Regions from separate parts of the Dromaius novaehollandiae genome. Here region 2 is linked to region 1. Evidence: chromatin contacts called from public Hi-C data. All regions are on one chromosome and are shown on one strand. The core of a region is the stretch at or near the end of the contact, and the rest is flanking DNA. Distances in the headings are between cores, read along the strand shown. Region 1 holds the start of MXI1 (MAX interactor 1, dimerization protein). Region 2 has its middle 16 kb from the start of SMNDC1.

Evidence for each region. Hi-C and Micro-C count contacts between places; a contact is called where the count stands out from the background.
Region 2: a contact with region 1 is called in a Hi-C map of ovary, with 3 times the contacts expected there. The contact joins the enhancer-like site here to the promoter of MXI1 in region 1. A contact is called at or near these places in 4 of 4 Hi-C or Micro-C datasets (blood, brain, liver and 1 more).

The regions. Positions count from the first base shown.
Region 1 is chr6:36,886,245-36,892,938 of bDroNov1.hap1, reverse strand. It overlaps MXI1 (MAX interactor 1, dimerization protein), which reads right to left and starts at 2,503. Exons shown (of 6, transcript XM_064514208.1): 1 at 2,230-2,503. The coding sequence starts at 2,395.
Region 2 is chr6:36,947,336-36,954,029 of bDroNov1.hap1, reverse strand. No RefSeq gene overlaps it. Among named protein-coding and RNA genes, the nearest start is that of SMNDC1, 16 kb to the left of the region's middle. Within about 2 kb of position 2,704, at least 1 of the 2 cell types and tissues checked has open chromatin away from gene starts, as enhancers often do.

The sequences.
Region 1 (6,694 bases), core at 1,254-3,753:
CAGAGGCTCAACTGGAAAAATAATTCAGTTATACTTTGGTAGCTAAAATACTCCATTTTACTAGGGCGGTTTGATAACACAACTGTAGCCCACCCAGTCACTGTGCTGGAATACAGACAATTTTGCAGAGAGCTACATATTCCAATTTTTAAAAAGGAAAGTGAATGCAAAGATGGTGATTTTACAGCTGGGGAGAGGCGCTGAAGCGGCACTGCTAAGGGTCATCTCCTGTTCCCGCAGCCCGACAGCACATCGAGCTCTGCTCCTCAGCTCCCAGCCTTGCACTTCTGCTTCCACGCGACCAAAGTGGCTCGTGGCCCCTCTGCTACTACCTATGACTGCGACAACGGGGTGTGGGATCTACAGATGTACGTAAGAGGGACTGATGAGAAAATTCTCACCCTATTTCTCAGTGGGCACCAAACAGCTAGAAAACTACAGACTGAATTGCGAACCCTGCCCTAGGCTGCACTGAGCACCCAGCACCCCCAGCCTGCAGGCAGGGCTGGGAACGGCTGCGTTCGGGGGGCCGAAAAGGGCCCCGTGGCTTCTCCTCTCCCACCTGGAGAGGGGACACGTGTGCTTTAGGCCACCCGGAGAGGGCAGGGATGCCGCCACCTCTCACGGGGCTCCTGGCAAGCCCAGCGCCTCGCTCCCGTCCCCTCGCCCGTTCCGCGCGACTGCTGCCTCCGCTTTTCCCGAGCGCGTCTCCTCGGGGCAGGGCCCCCAACCCCACGCGCGTGCAGCACCCCACGCAGCAGGGCCGTGACTCAGCCGCCGGCAGGATGGGAGTAACACCAAAACGCCTAATTAGGGCCTGCGTAACCGCCCGGCCGAGGGACCTCCGCGTCCTGCGGGCGAGCTGTGAGCCACCTGCCACCGAGCCGGGCCGGCCCACAGGCTCCAGCACCAAACTCGGTGCATTTCCCCCCCCCCCCCCCCCCCCGCTGCCGCCGCTAATTGCTAGGTGGGAGAGGGCAGAGATGGGCGAGCAGACGTGGTGGGTGCCGCTGCGAGCCGGCCAGCGAGGGGTGCACCGAGCAGTCGCTGCTGCTCCACCAGCTAAAGGGCAGATACCCTCTCAGTCAGGCTACGTATAGTATGTGTGTTGGGGCACAGCCTCCCGCAGCTCCTTCCCAGCACAGCGGAGCGTTGCACTGAGGCCGTTTCTACTCCAATTCCAGCAGCATTCCTCTTTGTTTGGGGGCAACACGGAAAAACTGCCGCGTTACGGCGGCGACGCTCTGAACGGCGCATCCAGCACGGCCCGGCCGAGACGGGGCTACGCGGGGCGTCGCAACCTAAAGCGCCCTGCTGGCAAGTAAAACCTACGGTTTTGCAGAAGCTTCTATGAAAGGAGATTTTCACGTGCGGCACGTGAGGGAATAAACGTGAATTCAACTTTTTTTTTTTTTTTTTTTTTTTTTGTTTAAAGCACCCTGGCTCCTCCGCGTCGCTGTTTTTCGCCGCGGGAGCGCGCAGCCCAGCGCAGCGCGGCCGCGGCAGGCTCCCGCCGCGGTGAGGGGCGCGCTGCCTCGCGGAGCTGCGCGGAAAGGGGACCGCAGCAAGAGAGGCCACGCTCCGCGGAGAGAGGACAAAGCGAAGAGGAAAAAAAACGGGGAAAAGGGGGGAAAATGATGGCATGAATAAAGGAGAAAGCGGGGGGTTTCGGCGCCGTTCGCCTCGGGGACGCGGCGGCACCCGCGGGGAAGGGGGGGGGAAGAGTGCCCGCGCCCGGCTCAGCAACGCGTGACGTCACGGGGGACACCGCCGCCGCGCATTGGAGGAGCGGCGCGCCCAGCCCCGCCCCGCGGGGCGCCCGCCGCCAATGAGCGCGCCGGGCTCGGCTCCATGTGCGAACCACGCGCCCGCGGCGGGGCGGGGCGGGGCTGCGGGGTCCGGGCCGGCGCTGGCGCTCCGCAGGCGCGCACGGCCCGGCCCGGCCCTTTGTCCGCCGCCGCGGGGCCCCCCCCCCCCGCCCGCCCGGGGGCGGCTCCGCGGGAGCGGGGGGACGAGACGGGCGCCGCGCGCACCGCCGCCGCCGCACCGGGCGCTTCCTGCGCGGCTCCGCGCGGACGTGTCGCCGCTCTCGGAGCCGCCGCGGCCGCGCCGCTCACAGCCGCAAGTTTGTTTCTCCCCTGAAAACAAGCGGGGGGGACGCGCCGCGCGCACACACACACGCGCACAGCCCGCGCCCGCCCCGCACCCGCGGAGGACGGACGCGCTTACTCTTGTTCTCCTTCTCGATCCGCTCCAGGTAGCTGGCGGCCTCCAGCAGCACCTGCACGTTGCGCAGGAAGGTGCCCGCCGCCGCCGCGCCCGTGTTGACGATGTCCCCGAGCGGGCAGCGCGCCGCGCCCCGCGGCTCCCTGCGCGGCCGCCCGCGCTTCCCCATGCCCTCCGCGGGTGCGCTGCCTGCGCGGCTGCGCCCGGCGGCGCCGCGGTCCTAGCGCTGCCGCCGCTTTTGCGCCGCTCCCCCAGACGGCGCCGCCGCCGCCGGGCCCGCCCCGCCGCCCCGCCCCGCCCCGCCCCGCCCCGCCGCGCCTGCGGAGAGCCGCCGCGGGGCCGCTCGGCGCCGGGGCTGTGCGGGGGCTCGGCCGGGGCGGCGGGGCCGTGCGCGGTGCCCCGCGGTTGCCGCCCGCCGCGGCTGGTGCGTGTGCGTGTACGTGTGTGTATGTAAAGTGTGCGTAGCGGAAAGTATCTTACGGGCGCTTTTTGTCTTGTTTTTTGTTTTCCTTAAACAACATTTGCACAGACTTTTTTTCCCCTAGTAGAGGCAGCAGAGGAACATAACAGTCTTGGGAAGGGTAACACGAAAATGGGAATTGCAAAGACGCTTTCACGAGAACTTTAGGAACTTCAGATTCATATATGCATATATATACACTCACACATACATACACACTTTACCCTCCACGTTAAATATTTTCTCTGACAATCGCAGGGGAATGAAGTCGAGTAGGACCCAGGGTTAGCAGGACTGCAAGGTACCTCGCAGCGACCGAGAGCAGCTGCTGCGCCAGCAGAGGGGCGATGGGAGGAGAGGAGCCGTCCGGACGTTGGTGGTGTCCCTGCCCGCCTGGAAGACCCCCAGCAGTGCTGCGCTCACGCGCGTGGGTCTGCGCAGCCGGGGGGCGAGCACAGACGGCCCTTTCGGCCGCTGGAGAGGGATGGCGGGAGCGAAAGCCTGTAACCCGCTCGCTGCAGCTCCGAGAGGGTTTCAGGTAACGGGGAGAGGTAAGAGGTGCTGTAAATCCTTTAGGAGCGGGGAAGTTACAATGCCAAAGCCTAAAATCAATTCGTAATCACATCTAGCAAATTAGAGGCAGCTGTCAAAAATACACGCGCACGTGTGCTGCGCTAAGAGCACAGCCAAATTTGCACCGCCAAAGATATTTAATTCACACTCAGGGTGAAGACTAACATGCTCCGTGCATTTCTCCTTACGGGAACGTGCCCCACTTAATTTTAATTTTCCAGCTATTAAGCCATTTGTGTGCTTCAGGACGGGGGGGGGGGCGATGCACGCGTGCAGCCCCTTTGCACCCCCCCGAGGCTCCCAGCACCAGTTTCCCTCGCCAAGACATTGCTGCTTTCTCACGCTGTTGATGTCTCCAATAAATGTGTTTTCCCAGAATCGCGTGAGCCGGCCGTGCCGACGGCCTGAGCAGGTCTCGGCGAGAGCGGGGCGGGTTGTGCTCCGCTCGCGGCAGCCGCTTGGCGCCCTGGCTCGGGCGTGCGCAGGTGGAAGTATCCCATTGGTAGCATCACTATTAAGTGGAAATATTTTAACAGTGCAAAATGCATCAATGCGGAAACACAGCGCACGGTTAGCTCTTCCTCATGAGCAACACAAAACAGTGTTTCTGCTTTGCTGCTCTGAGAGAGTAACCTGGCTGCTGGCAGCGCGTAAAAGCCCTCCCGTCCGGTTGCAACCCGAAGAAGAGACCGAAAGGAAAAGCAGAGAAAGTTTTTAGTGCGCCTCAGAAGTTGCTTTTAAAACTAAAATGCCCAGCAGACAAAAATCATCAGTACTATTTCCCCTCTCCCTCCCTTTTTGCTTTGTGCGCATTTTAAACGAAGGGAAGTGTGCAGGTATTCACAGCAGCCCTGAAGCGGTGCCTCCCGCCGGGCGAGCGGGACGCAGAAATCGGCTGAAATGCAGTGCTGGCTCGGGCAGCCTGGGGTAGCGCCTGGTCCCAAGCGAATCGCCCCGGTCGCTACACACGGTGCTGCCTGCTGCGCCTGTGCCGGGGCCATGTGGAGCCGGCGCCGCGAACCGGGCCCGGGAGGGAGCAGCCACGCCGGCGGCCGGGGAGCGACGGCACTCTGACGACCTGCCCGCCGGGAGATCAATATTTGAACAGCTACGATTACATACGGGATGTAAACACTGCTGAATGCCCGCAAATAAACTCTAACAACGTGCACGGCATATTCTGGTTGAATGTTGGCTCTTACCAGCTTTAAAATAAGACTAAAGCCAGGCAGGGTTAATGGTTCAAACCTCGGCTTTGTTGCTGCCCACTAGACAAGCAAGGGTGTTTGAAGAGGCTGGAACAAGAAACCGGCGCTGGGCATGGGGAGAAGGGGTTTCTTCAGCCCTTCCGTTCGCCTCGTGCCGCGTGGGTCTCCTGGCTGATGCCTCCATCTGACCCTGGTGCTATCTCAAAACTGGCAAAAGCCCCCCGAAAGCAGAGGGCTCCCGCTCGGCGCGGCCTCCCTGCCGCGTTTGGTTACAGCTTCACAGCGTTCAACGCTCGCCGTCCTGGGAGCCGGAGCACGGGTGCTGGGTTTGCAAAAAGCATAGCCCGAGCTCCTGGGACCGGGGCTGCTCCTGGCCGGGCCCCGCGGGAGGTTTCGGCTCCGCTGGGATTAAATCCCTCAGCTCAGAGGCTCCTTCCGCTCGCTCCCAAAATCCCCAGTGGAGCAAGAGCTACCTTCAGCTCTGCGGTGTGAACACCGACCGACCCCACCGGGGCTCCCGGGACCTTGCTGAGCCGCGACATGAGGTTCAGGATCCGGCCTTGAGCTCCGGCCATTGACTGCGACCAGCATTTGAACCACAAAACCCCCCTCAGAAACCCTGGCAGCATCTTAACGATGGAGAAATGAAGCGGAGTTGGCCTGAAGAGACACTTGCGCCTCAACCGCCAGAGCTGTCGGGCCCCAAAGCCGTGGCAGGGAAAAGCTCTTGTGCGGATGCCAGCGGCCGATTCAGCCCCTAATTGATTTTTTCTTCTTGCGTTGTCGGTACGCAGCCCTGCTCGCACAGTCAGAAAGGAAAAGGCATTTTTCGCTTAACTTTTTCAGCAGGTGAAGGGAGGAGGGGGTGCAAACGCAGAGCCGGGAGCAGAGCGGCGGCCGCCGGGGCTCCCTGCGTGCCGGCTGGCGAGCGCGGCGCGCTGATGCCAGCTACATCCTAGCTAGAGCTTTGGCAGAAAAGGGAAGAACGGGAAACGTCCAGGTGGCTGGTCATTCATTTGCATTAAAGGCACTTCAAAATAAAGAATATAATTGGACTAATTGGGTCAAAAGCAACCAAGTTGTTATTTTTCTTCTTCCCGTGGTTTTGCAAGCACCCCCTGTCTCAGAGCAGTGCCGAAGAGGGACCGTGACCCCTGCAGAGCTTTGCTCTGAAAGGTCTGCTGGTCTCTGCTGAGGTCACTCATCTTTGAACTTTGCTTTTACTTTATGAGCAAATAACTTTTAGGGAAACTGCTGGTTTTGACAGTTGATGAGACGTTATCAGGCAGGTAGGGGGAACAAATCTATATTTGGAGGAGCAAGGAAGAGTAGCCGCATTTTGTGGCTATGTTATCTGGCTGGGACAGAGCATTTGCTATTAACACTGGCAGTTGAACACTAGGGCAAACAGCACCTTTATCTCCATGGTGTCTGCGCCTGCTGATTCCAGCAATCGTACGCTCACCTCCAAGTCATACATCTTCACAGGCTCTCACTGTGACCCCCATTTACTTAATATGTTGCATTATCAGACCCTGTATTAAATGCAACCTGGGCTTCTGCCAAGATAACGTGATCTATTTTTCCTATTCAGGCAATAGCACTAGATTTGTGGCATGGCACTGCTTGATTTAAAGGAGAAGCTGAGGACCTGCATGATATGGATGCATTAATATCACACCTAAGCATAAAATCCTAGAGGGGAAAAAGACTGCATCTGCCTCACATGAGCTTTGAGCCTTTAGTTTTCTCTCCCTGGGTTTGATGCAGTGCAAATGCTGACCAAGGACATGAAGAAGAAACTAGGAAAGTCAGGCAAGACAGACCGAAAGGGAAGTTCTGCTAAACACATGTTCAAAATGCTTCCATCCATCATTTTTCCATTATGTGACTTCATTTACAGGCAGATCCCAAGTAAGAAACACTCTGACATCTCTTTAAAAAAAAAAAAAAAAAGTCAGACATGTCTTTATTCTCTCTTGGAGAGAGCTCAGGGCATCCACTTCTCTTTGCTCTCCAAGATCTTCCCCACACAACAGTTAATGGCACAAACATTAACAGCTAGTGTCTTTTCCCTTCCCAAGTTCAATTAACTTGTAAGTAACTGTAATGGATCAGAATGAAGGTCCAACTAGCTCAATAGTCTGTTTCCACAAAGACAAGACCACAACACTTGGAGAAAAGTGTAAGAACAGGGTGAGCATGCAGTGATACTGCCTGAGAACTT
Region 2 (6,694 bases), core at 1,455-3,954, 61 kb before region 1:
GAAAACACCAGGGAAGCTTACAAAAGACTGATTCAGAGGGGAAAAAAAAAAGCACAAATAAATTCACACTAAGCTAGAAACACTTTAGGAAAATACTTCTTTTGTCAAAGAATAGAGTTGTTTATTTCAGAGAAGGGGGCTGTGCAAGACAGGGAGCATGTGAGGCATGTTTCTTCCTCAGAGCAGATGGAGGCTGTAGTAGATTATCTAGTTCCTGTAGCAATCACACAAGTTGTAATCTATTTGGGAAAATTATAACAGCACAAACCTGACTCTCAAATCTGAGACTGCTCAGTAACTGTTCAGATGTCAATACTTGTGATTTTTACCCATCTTAAGAGTAGCCATTGTCAATGCTGTGATGGTGCAGTCACATCATCTGTCCTGTTTCAAACATTACTAGCTTTTAGCAGAAGCGTCAGACACTGGAAATAAAGAGGAAAGAGGAGCTATAGGGGCAAGTACAAGTTTCATGGCATAGAAATCCATTTCTCCTTTGCTTTCTCTTACAGCAGAGTTAAGATTACTGTATAACTTGCATTTCTGTAGCTGCTTGACACCCAAGAGATTTGGAAATACAATGGATTTCAAACCTACTTACAAGATTGCAGTTCACCAGTGGGGATGTTTAGAAGGCAAACATACACTTCCCATTGATGTTCTGTTCCACAAAGAACTGCCAAAGTACTGATTCAAGCTAGTAGCAATCACCTAATTCTTGTGTGTCTTCCTTATGCTCGCAGAAAGCACGGGATAACAGGGAACGTGCTCCAGCCAGGCCCAACTGAAGTACTACTGCCTTGCAGCTGGTGATGCTCTTTCCATTGCAATTTGTCCAGGCTTTATCTGAGCTCCAAAAAGCTTCAGTTATACTCAGGTTACAAACAGGGAGGGGCAGTTGCATCAGAACTATGATAAACATCAATGCATATAACTGAACAAGCTACCCATTAACTTACATTTAAGCAACTGTTTAAACAACTTTTTACTGAAATGTCAAAACCTACAGTCAAAATGAAGCCTGTGCTACACAAAAGCATTCACATTATTGCCTTTTGTAAAGAATCATCCTTCTAAGCTGAGCTTCCTTCACAAGGATTCCCCAGTCCACACAGAAGAACAAAGCTTTCCTAGGATGGATGCTGACAGAATAGGTCTGGAAACATCTTGCTCTCGCCTAGATTGAAAGGTGATGTTACTTCTCAATGAGACATTTTCAGTGAGTACAATTGATGCTATGTTTTAAACACTACATTTTTAACCTGTAGTCTGTAAGGTGGTAAGTGCTGTATTGTACAGTTGCCCATTGCTTCAGAAGAGGCAACAGCTTTTGCTTTTCCAATCAAGCCCATCAAAGGGGAGAGGAGGAGATCCCAAACAATTTTTTAAGACAAGTCTTTTTTTTTGGGGGGGGGGGGTATAGTTCAAGGGAAAGAGTTTCCTAGCCTTAGCTACACTGAACACTGGCTAAATCACTGGTAGCTCAAGTCAAATTTATTTCTTAATGTAATACAACTCTGTCTATATGCATTCTGACTAGCAACCACAATGTTAAAACCACCATAAAATGATTTAAATTCCTTTGCTGGCTTACCCTGTTTTGCCACAATGTCCCTCAAGACAAAAACTAATCCCTGCTGAAGTGCATGAACTCAATGGGACATTACAAAGGGGGTGAATTTGGCCTACAGCTAACTGTGCCTGCAAAGAACGGCTTCTCTGCCCAACTTCTCTTTCACTGGGAATCACAGGGGGAAGAACAGATGAATGCTAAATCCGGTGTCTCTCAAACTACCTCTGTAATTAACACCTTGTAGAAGAGGCACACTTGAGCCACTGCTTACTGGAAGGAAGGAGGAAGTGCCAAAGCGCCCTCCAGATCCATAGATGCTACATTCAGCTCAGTATGAGAGAACATCCCAGATAATCTTAGAAACTTCCCAGCTGGGAGCGCCCCCGAGGTGAGATCTAGCATTATTACTAGTGCTCAGAGCCAGTGAATCGTCATTCCTCTCACTGCACAATTTCTTTGCTCAGCTCAGCTTTGCTCAGCTTCTCCAGCATGTGAGCACATTCAGGGCCATTCTACACTCCTTAGAAGTGTCCTGAAGCCACCTACCTTCCCTTGGCTAGCTGAACACAAACCAAATTTAATCCTGTGCCTCGCTTGATTATTTCCTGAAAGTGCCATATTAGCATGAAGCCTCACTTGCATGGCTGCAGCTCTCCAGACTACAGTCCATGTTTTACAGGTAAGGAAACAGAGGCACCAAGAGGTTGAATGACTTGTTCAAGGCCAAATTAATCAGCTCACCCCACTAGCCTGCTTTGGAAACCAGCGTGTTCGAAAGCAACAGGCCACATTTGGAAATGTTCTGCTGCCTGTGTGGTCCCAAGCAAGGCAGTACTGAGGCCCTTTAAGCAGCTGCATGGATTTGCATTTGGCCTAATTACTTGAGAGCAGAGAATCCCAACAGGCAAAGGTCATGTAAGCCCCTGCCTCGGTGGGCCAGGGTTTGCCAAACGCCACCCTGCAGGCCGAGCTCAGCCGCCAACCCCCACCCCTCCTTCCCTTCACACCCCCCACCCCCTTCAGCTCCCTGATGCGCAGGAGGGCACCATCCAGCAGCACGGGGAGAGCGCAGCGCTCCCGAGCCCGAGCCACGGGAAAGCCACCTGCAAAGCCTGAGGCTCCCTCTGCCTCCGCCAGCCCAGAACGGGGGAGAGCCACCACCTCCTCCCACGGCAACTCTGCCTCCTGGCCTCACGTGGGTGCTACAGCCAAAGCGGCTGAATTTTGCTTGCGCTGCAGGAGGAAATAACTTAAATACTTCCAATAGCCCTTTTAGCATGCTTAACACTGAAAATATTTCTGAAAGAAAATGACATTTTGCACCTTTGACCTACCAAAACATCTCTTACAGACCAAGCAGCTGAGCACTACAGCCCACATCAGTATGTCCTGCCTCCCAGGTGTCCCTCCTTCACCCTGTCAAATGCAAGCTTTCCCAGCCCGCAGCTCCCAACCAGAAATGGCCCCTTTCCTCTGCGTCTGTCAGGCCAGCGGCACGGCCTGACTCAGCCTTTCAGCACCTGGGCGTGTACACCGCAAAGGACACGGCCGCCCCAGGGGCTGCTCAGCAGCTCCCCATCCTCGCACCTTTCGGAGGGGCCTCAGACCGACCATCGCTCCTCGCTGCCGAGCCCCCGGCGCGAGGGGCAAAGCACGGGAGAACGTGCTCCCACGGGCGTCCTCGGAGCTGCGACACGACTTCGGCTTTGGTTGAACACAGCAACACCACAACAGGAACCCTAAATACTAAGCAGCTAGTGCTGCAGCCATAGCACCAATACCTTCTCTATTCCTGCTTCTGCCTAACGGCCGAACGGATCAGTCCGCTTTGCAGGAGGAAAGGGGCAGAGCAGCGGGCGTCAGTCCGCGTGCGTTATCCGCAATTAGCCTCTCCATAACACGCAGCTCCACAGGAAAACACAGCGCGGAGTCAGCCACGCTCCCCTCCCTGCCTCCGTCCTCGGACGCAGGGAAGTTCCGGTCACTGCTCAGAGCACAGCATCACTCACCAGAGAGCCCGTCTCCAGGACACGGCCCCAGGAAAAAATCCCAAATATTAATGCCATTGCTTATAGAATTCTTCTCTAAAAATATTATTACCACCTCCCTAAGCTCAGAATGAAGTCTGGGCTTTTACCATCATCTTCCAGAAAGTTTCCCAAGTTTCTCCTTCCAATGGCCTAGGGCTGGTGCCAGGGAATATTCAACAACAAAAGCTTATGATCGGGGGGGGGGGGGGGGGGGGGGGAAGACTTCTCCATTTAGTGCACACAACTGATACCACTTGCACTGAAGCCAAAAAGCAAGTATTTCAGCCATTTCAATGGGGCAACACGGAAACAGAGTACAAATAGGGAGCAGCAAGCAAAGGAGGACAAAGAAGAGAAAAACTGGGGGGCTGGAGCTCACAGTCCAGAAACAGATCTTAGCAAACGAACAACATGAAAAGCCAGTAACAAAATCTGGAAAATACTACGTCCATATAGTTAACCCCATTTCTAGTGACAGACAGATTTCATGACAGACCAATTTGAGACCACCTTCCGTCAATGACATGCCTCTAATAGCATGGACGTTAAAATGACCTTCAAGTGACAACTCGCCAAAGGATAACCATGACTAATGCAGCCAGATAGTCATCTCCACCTTGTCTGCAGACGCAAGATGACATACTGTAATACACTTGTGTCAAAAGAAGGAAAATGCTCGATGGTCTTTTTAATGGGTTTGCCTGTAGCAAAAAGGCCCATCAGAGATCTAATTTACAGAGGGAGGCCTTGCCAGAATGAGCTTAGGAGGGAGCTGTATGTGCACGCATGTGTGCACATGTGTGTGTTTATTATAGGGCCAAATTGCCTAAATAAAGAACATCAGATTCTGTTTATAGGAAAAGTCACTGTATTCTTGTAAAATTAGGCAGAAGATAAATTTAGGGCTTCTGTTATGCTAAAAACACAAAAATAAAACAATAAAAACAAACAATAATAGCACGCACAAAGCAAACCTGGGGAAGGGGAGAAAGAAAATAAATAAAAATAAAAAGATCACATCTCACTCTCTGTTTTGCACAGATAAAACAAAAAAGTGATTCCATGCGCAAATTACCACATGGTGGGAATAAATGTTATTCTAGATGAAATCAGAGCCGATCTCATGGGCAGACATCTAGGGCCACAGCAGCGACGACTGAGAGTGAAGTGTTTCATTTGCAGAGGAGTGAAACGAGGCCACAGCAGCACAAATGCCCTCCACGGTTCCTTTGCAGGGATTGCAGGGTACTGCGAAAGGTGCCATGGGAGAACGTCCCCAAGGTAACATCCATCTGCTCAAAGCTGCACTTATGGCAGCAAAAAGGGCTTTCTGGCTGAATAATCAGACATACCAAGGGCTGGTCTCCAGCCTTTTATGAGCTAGGTAAGCTTTCAATCTCTGTAACTAAGCTGCACGTCAAGACTTTCTGCTCTTCCCAGCTCCAGAGGCAATGCCGAACTGCGTGTCCCCTCCAAAACACGACCTTGCCTACAGGCACGCAGCCTGTGCCACACAGGTGCAGAAGGAGAGAAGTTCCTCAGTAAATCCAAAGCTGTCTTTGTGAGATGCTCTGAGGAGGTAAGGACCTAGGCCTTCTCATGAAACTACACTTGCCCAGTACTCCCTGATATTTTTCAAACTAGAGTGACTAGCACTGAAATCGAGGCTTGAACTTAGCTGAATATTAAAAAATCTTAAGAGCTGGGCACCAAACAGCAACATTCTTCCAGTATCTCAATCTTTCAGAGCAAATGAAAAATCAACATATATTAAGTGTCTTCAGAGTTGGTTTTTATTTTATTTTTTAGGCCAACATTGAGACAAAATAGTCCTAAATTTTGGGTTATGGAAATTCATACAAGCATGGCCCATATATGTATGACAAAATTCCTAATGTGTTCAGTTTAGATGGGCATGTAAAGAATGTAATGGCTTCCCCTCTAGGTGACACCTGTAGACAACAATGAAAAGGACTTCTGTTACTACTGGAAAAGTTACTTCTTTCCCTGAATAGCATCCGAGCAAGGAAGAGGAGAGAGGAAAAAAAGCCTCTGTGAGCACTTCTCAGTTCCAAGGAATGGCAAATTTATAAATTTGACTTGCTCTACTGGTTCTTTTGGAGTTAAGCAGCAAGAGGGACCATGTCAGCTTCCAAAGGATAAATGCAACTTGACCCTCAAGGGTTTAGATTTGCATCTTTGAATCCTCATTCTGTTACACAAAATTCCAGAGAGACTAGCAGAAACTTTGATGCAACTTTGACAGCTGATGTGATCTTAAAGCAGATCTGGCACATAGGACTATTCTGGCTTGTCACAATGGGGACAATTCACAAGATTCATACATTTTTAACCAGAAGGAACTATTATGATCATCTAACTGATGTCCTGCATAACCATAACTAATTGGCCTGTACTTTTATCTAAAAGTAATTTAAAGCAACTTTTTGGAGCCCATTAGTCATCTTGACCATTCCAGTGCAACAGTCTAGACTAACAAATGGAAATGTGACTAGCATTACAGATTTTGCAGAGGTGTGAGTTTATCAGAAAGGTCAGAGAATAAAATGCAATAAAGCAGTGCAGAACAACCTTAAAAAGCTGGAGAAGTGCTTCTGTCATACAAGATACTGTCCAAAAGCTAGTCAAAAGAAACAAAGAAACCACAAAGAAACCCCCAGCACCAGACCAACCAACCTTTTGTCTTTAAAATTTATTATAAAGGCTCTTAGTTAAATTTGTTTTAATCCTAGTCCTCTTTCCTACTGGAACACTGATGCTAGTGGGCAGTAAGGCAACTGGCTTATGGTCAAAGCTCATCTCTCTCCCTGCAACAGCTTCCTCTAGTATCTGGACTTCTTACCCAGGGCAGTGGTCACTGACAATGGGCGCAGCAAGCTACAGCTCTATACACACAGGCTCTCTCCTTGCTGGAAAGGATCAAACCCAGGATGTTTCTTCCTCCAGAGCCCTCAGGCTCTATTAGTTGAGCGAGAGGTCAATCTGTAGACAGTCTGTGGCAGACTTCTATTCCTGCTAGGTCACCTCCCAGAAGGGAGGAGAACAGATGTACTCCACCACTGTATTACAT